2 separate regions of the Mus musculus genome follow, and region 1 is linked to region 2. The links are chromatin contacts, called in public HiChIP or PLAC-seq maps. All regions are on one chromosome and are shown on one strand. Each heading gives the region's core, a stretch centred on a gene start, on an enhancer-like site or on the middle of the called end of the contact. The rest is flanking DNA. Distances are from core to core; before and after follow the strand shown.

Region 1 (2,784 bases), core at 70-2,569, 4.3 Mb before region 2:
CATGTTTACTATAACTATTTAATACCGTGACTGAAAATACCTCCTGGCCAGTAAATAGATTAAAAAAAATAAAAAACAAACAAACCCCCCAAACCCTGAGTCTGAAACCACTTTACAAGATAAAAATCCATTTGTTTAAAGCAACCATTACTTTATCGTTCATAAAAGGCACACCCAAACTGTTTCCCACCGAGTGCACCATAAGTCTTCTGTTAGTGAGAATGCACTGCCGCACTGAAGGGCACACGACAAAGACAATACATGGGCTTTCCAGTTTTTTTGTTTGTTTTGTTTTGGAGACAGGGTTTCTCTGTGTAGCCCTGGCTGTCCTGGAACTCACTCCGTAGACCAGGCTGGCCTTGACCTCAGAAATCCGCCTGCCTCTGCCTCCCAAGTGTTGGGATTAAAGGCGCGCGCCACCGCCGCCCGGTTGGACTTTCCAGTTTTAACGGTAGACTTTTTTGAGATGATGGGGTCTTACCTGGTAGCCTTGTCTTCCCTGGAACTCTCACTAGGTAGACCAGGATGGCCTTGAACTCACATAGATCAGCTTGCTCTGCCTCCTGAGTAGTGGGATTAAAAGGCGTGCATTACTACGCCAGACTCTACACCCTACACTTTAACAGGGGTTTCGTTTTCCTGCCTGACCTCTTGTCGACTCTCCTAAAGACCCCCATGCTTATGGATCACTGTTCACGTTTGGCAGAAACTCTGAATATCAGTTTGTGTAAGGTGGGGAGCTGATAGTACTGAGTCCTAGACAAAGAACTGGATTATGCTCCTGACAGAGAAAAGGGAATGCGTCTGACAACCAAAGTTAAGACTTCCCCAAGTCTTAGAGTACACGTATTCTGGTGGTGGTGGTGAGATCACATGGGAGACAAGGTCTCAAGTAGCCCAGGCTGGCTTCGAACTTGTTACACAGTCGAGGATGATTCTGACCTCCTGGTCTTGCAGCTTCTCCTCCCAAGAATGGGGATGACAGGTGTGCGCAACTCACGGCGGGCAGGGACCTCGCGATTCGCCACTGATCAAGCTCACCTCGCCAGCCGCGAGGCAGCTCCGTCCACACCGCCGCGTTCCCACGCCTGCCGGTCTCCCCCACACCTCTCGGTCCGGCCTCTTCCAGCAGGTGGGCGTGGCCCTTCCCGGTACGGAACTCCGTTATCCCGTTCGCCTGTTCCGCACTCCTCTCTTGACCTGCAACAAAGGTCGCGGAAAAATAGCCCAGCCCTTAGCTACTCCATGGAACGGGCTCCGCACCGTTCGGAGACGCGAAGTTCCACGCCGCACACTCTTAGAACCCGGAGCCCACCAACACCTTCCCAACCAGAGGACCCCTGAGCCTGTGGCCGTCCGCGTCTGTGCCTGATGGAGCTCGTCTGGTTCTTTTTAAAATTTTCACCTTAGAGAGGCTTAACGCAGAGACAAGTATCAATGATCGTCAAATAATGTAATTTATCTAAAATCTGGCTTGACTTTTACGTCGTGTCCTGTTTTGTTTTTGAACAGGCGGCTGCCCCGGACACCTAAACGGGGGTCCTGGAAGTTCCCGGTCAGTCTTCCCTCTGGGACCCGCCTCTTCCTGCGTGCGCGGTGATGGGAAAGCGCGGCCGGCGTCCCGCCTCCGCGCAGCCGCAGGAGGACAGTACCACGGCGCCTGCGACATGGGGAGGCGCGGAGGCGACACCGGAAGTGGCTGTGGTCCGGGTCGGCCCGAGGGGGACTCAGCGCCCGCAGCAACCACCCGCGCGGCGGCGGTCAGAGCTCAGACCCGTGCGGGTGGGCGTGGCGGGCGCCGGGACACAGCTCCGACTGTTCGCTGTCGGCGCGGGGCGGCGCCGCGTCGCTCGCCTTCACCAGCTGCCATGAGCGAGCGCCTCCGCCCCAGGTGAGGGAAGGGGGGAACCCGCTTTCTCCGCGGCCCCTCGGCCGAGGATGTGCGCTCTGGAGCCGAGGGGCGGACGGAGCCGGCGGGGTGGTGGTGCGAGGCTCTGGGCTGCGCTGCTCTGCGGTCGGAGGAGGCGGAGGGGAGAAGGTGGCGCCGCCTCTGACACTTGGACCCCGTGGGCAGCCAGGGAGGCGACGCTCTGGAATCCAGGGCTGCCCCTTCTCCGTCTTTTCCTTGTTTTCTTCGTCTTCTGCCCTTTCCGCTTCGGAATGAGGTTTGTTCGGCCCGACGAGACGGACGGTGTGGTCCTTCCTAAATTGAGGCGGGCGGTGGTGGTAGGGGGATGGGAGGGATGGCCGATCTGGAAGAGATGGCTCCCTTCGAGCGAGGCGCCTCGGAGAGGGGACGGGATGCTTCGGGGGCGGGGAGCTGCTGGCGCCCCAAGGTCAGGAGAAAGGCGGGGGTTGGGCTTAACCCCTGCAGCTGGGAGGGCTTAGGGCAGACCGCAGCGCTGTGCCCTCCCTCATCTGATGGACCCGGGTGGGTGGTGACCCACTCTCGGTTGTAGCATTAGCAGGCAGGATTCTAAACAGTTTGGATGAGGGGCCAGTTGGCTGGGAGCAGGGAGGTGGCTAACACCACGAGTTACTCTCAACCCTCACTAGGCGGGCGGCCCCTCGGGGCTTTAGGCCCGATCCAGATGAAGTTTCTTTTCTCCTTATTTTCCGTCTGGGAAGAAGTAAGTTGGGACGCCTTACCTCAGAATGAAGAAGGCTGGCTTTATTTCTTACTGGAAAGTCTCCTAATAAGATGCTTGACGATCTATCTACATCTACGCTAAGTTGTACTTTTTCATTTCTCTGGTGGAGAACAGAGAACGGATTTAGAGAGAC
Region 2 (2,836 bases), core at 74-2,573:
AGGAACAGTATTTAAAATACTGTTCAACAGGATTTGTGAAGCCCACCATGCAGTCCAGCACATGTATTTAAACATAAATTCATGAAAGCATTAGAAATGATATGAAATGATACTGTTTTTTTCTCCTGTCTCGAGTTATTAAGAAAAAAAAAAGTGTGCAACATGTTGAACTGTGATTACAAACATCCTGTAGCAATGAGCCGATAAAACCACTCGCGCTAATTTTTTTTAATAGACTTTCCTGATGCCAGTTCAGTAAACGTGAGTTTCATACTCTTGCCCCAAAAGGCTCTAGAGGCTGTCACTCTATGCCCTTGACAAGAGTCTCAGGGTAAAAAAAAAAAAAAAAAAAAAAAAAAAGTTTCCTCATTACAACCGTTCCAGAACTTGCTTAAGTCAAGAGGTGGCCTAGGAAGCCCAAAGCTGGAAGGGTAACATACCCGGTTACTAGGGTCACCCACCAGGGACGGGCAGAAAGGAAAGAAGGATAGGAAGGGATAGGGAGTGTAGGACCTGGGGCTACTGATGGGTGGTCTTGCCCGGAGTGCAGGGAGGACACAAGTTGCCCCGCTGCCCCGAGTCACCCTACTCGCCGCACTTCCCTCTTGGAGGGGGCGAGGCCAGCCGCGGAGTGCTGGGCCGACCGTGACCCTCACCGGGGTAGCACGGGGGGGACAGCGGGGCGTCCCGGATCGAAGGGACCAGGGCAACAGGGCGCACAGAACGGTGCCCAAGGCGCGCCCACCCGCTCGCCCGTCCGATCTGATCCCGTTCGGTCTCCTCCGACTGGGGACCCGGCGGATGAGGGCGGTGCCCGGCCCGGCTCCCCAGGGGTCCCCGAGCCCCGCCGCGCCCCGCACCTTTGATCACGTTGCTGTAGATGGTGGGGCGGAACTCCTCGCGCGCGCGCTGGTCGAAGTCCTGGCCGTGGATGATCCGCATCTGCTTCAGGAAGGTGGACTTGCCGCTCTCGCCCGCGCCCAGCAGCAGGATCTTCACCAGCCGCTTCACGTAGGTCTTCTCCCGCGACAGGCATTTGTCGATCTCCTTGGACTTGCGCTGCTGCTCGGCCTCGCCGTTCGTCAGCACGCAGCCCGGGAAGCACACGGACAGCACGGAGCGCGACGGCAGGAAGTCCGCCATCTTGCCGCCGCCGCCGCCTCGGCGGGCCCCTGCGGCTCCTCCACCTCCTCCTCCGGCAGCGGGCGGCTCCGGCAAGGCGGCTGGAGGGCGGGGAGCGCAGCGGCGGCCCGAGCGCGCCCGGGGAGGGAGGGAACCCGAGGACTGACTCGCCAGGGCGGGCCGCGCCGGCCGGGGGAGGGTGGGAGGGAGGGAGGGAGGGAGGGAGGGCGGGCCCGGGGAGGGGCGGCGGCCCTCTGGGCGTGCGCGTGCCCGCTGCCTTTCGGGTACGCGCACGCAGGCACGCCGAGCGGAGGAGGGAGCGGCAGCGGCGGGAGTCACGCGCTCCTGTGCAGCCGGGAGCGCGCTCGGAGAGCGGCGGAGCCCGGGTCACGTGGGCCAGGCTGGGCGCGCGCGCCTGCGGATCCAGAGTTTCTGTTTCCCTTTAGTGCCACCGCTTCCCGGAGCCCCGAGGCGAGTAAGCAAAGCCCATCCTGACCCCTTTCCGCTGGGGCATCTTTCTCACTACAGATCCCACTGCCCTTTCCCATAGTTACTCGCCCGCCGCTTGCTGTCACCTTCACGCGACCTATTTTGAGACCATTGGCTGGGACATCCCCGCACCCGACCAGTGCAAGCCTTCCTTCGTTACAGTTTGCCTTGTTTTGTTTTGTTTTGTTTTAACTCTTGAGACAAGATCCCTGCGGCCCAAGTTGGCTTAAATTTGTGACAATCGTCTTGCTTCAGCCTCCCTGTCCGTTTCTGGTATTACCGGCAGGCAAGAGCTTTCCTTCAAGATCGTGCGTTTAATTAGCAGCGACCCTTCCCCGCCCCCTTGTCATCCTAACCATCCCGAATCTGGAAGGATAAGTAGATGTCAGATGTCGTTATTGATCAACACCTCACCCTAGCAGCTCAGGGCACTATTGATAACCTGCCCTGGTTTGAGGGGAAGTTGGAGTTGATGTTCTCGTGAGATGTGCCAGGAAGGTCGCTGGCGGCTGGCTCACTCATTAGATTCCCATCCGAGCTGCACTTGTGACTTGGGTAATGCCTTCTGAGGTCAGTGAATGGTGGAGAGGGTGAGGTCATGTTGAAAATCCCCCTAAACCGGACACTCTGATGCACGTTCTTCCCAAGGAAGCAGATAAGCGCTCAGCCTAGGACTGCAGCAGGCACATTTTGGGTTTCCTGCCGGATTACAGAGGATATGACAGACAAGAAACTTTTTTTTTTCTGTCATACCAGCAGATCAGGCCAGAACACCTGAAAAAGAGACTCCTGGGGAACACGTGACTAGTGACAGCTGAATGACTGTAGCAAGGACCTCAGAAGCCAACTTCTTCATTCTTGTCAGTTTCAAAGTTGATGCCTGTCTGGTTTTGCTCCTGGGACCTGACTCGTGTGCAACTTGGGAACTTCCTGTGTGTTAGGGAGTTGGGGTAAAGAGGTCAACACCGTGACATGCACAAGTTTAAAATTTTAAAAACCAGCACTATAAGTCAGTCCATCAGTTACTGTCCATTTGGGCCAATGACTGGGTAGCTCACGACTCACTCACTACACTGGCTGCAGTAAACAATACATGTAGTAGAATTGTCTCCTGTTACATCCACTGAGACCGCGAGCGGACCTGAGCCCACAGAGTAGGCTGTGTGCAAAGTAGGCTGAGCTCGCATCCAGCATCTGTGGATTGCTAAAGTCAGGACTGATTTGT

The links. HiChIP or PLAC-seq counts read pairs in DNA pulled down with a chosen protein or histone mark.
Region 1: an H3K27ac HiChIP or PLAC-seq map of bone marrow-derived dendritic cells shows a contact between it and region 2, with 18 times the contacts expected there. The contact joins the promoter of D11Wsu47e here to the promoter of Gna13 in region 2. A contact is called at or near these places in 1 of 484 Hi-C or Micro-C datasets (B cells) and 1 of 115 datasets of contacts at active chromatin or transcription factors (bone marrow-derived dendritic cells).

What each region holds. Positions count from the first base shown.
Region 1 is chr11:113,682,969-113,685,752 of GRCm38.p6, reverse strand. D11Wsu47e (DNA segment, Chr 11, Wayne State University 47, expressed) reads right to left here and starts at 1,319. Exons shown (of 5, transcript NM_001361593.1): 1 at 1,042-1,319. It overlaps Fam104a (family with sequence similarity 104, member A), which reads left to right and starts at 1,602. Exons shown (of 3, transcript NM_138598.5): 1 at 1,602-1,891. The coding sequence starts at 1,668.
Region 2 is chr11:109,361,281-109,364,116 of GRCm38.p6, reverse strand. Gna13 (guanine nucleotide binding protein, alpha 13) reads right to left here and starts at 1,323. Exons shown (of 4, transcript NM_010303.3): 1 at 861-1,323. The coding sequence starts at 1,143. Gm11696 (predicted gene 11696) reads left to right here and starts at 463. Exons shown (of 2, transcript NR_038097.1): 1 at 463-1,011.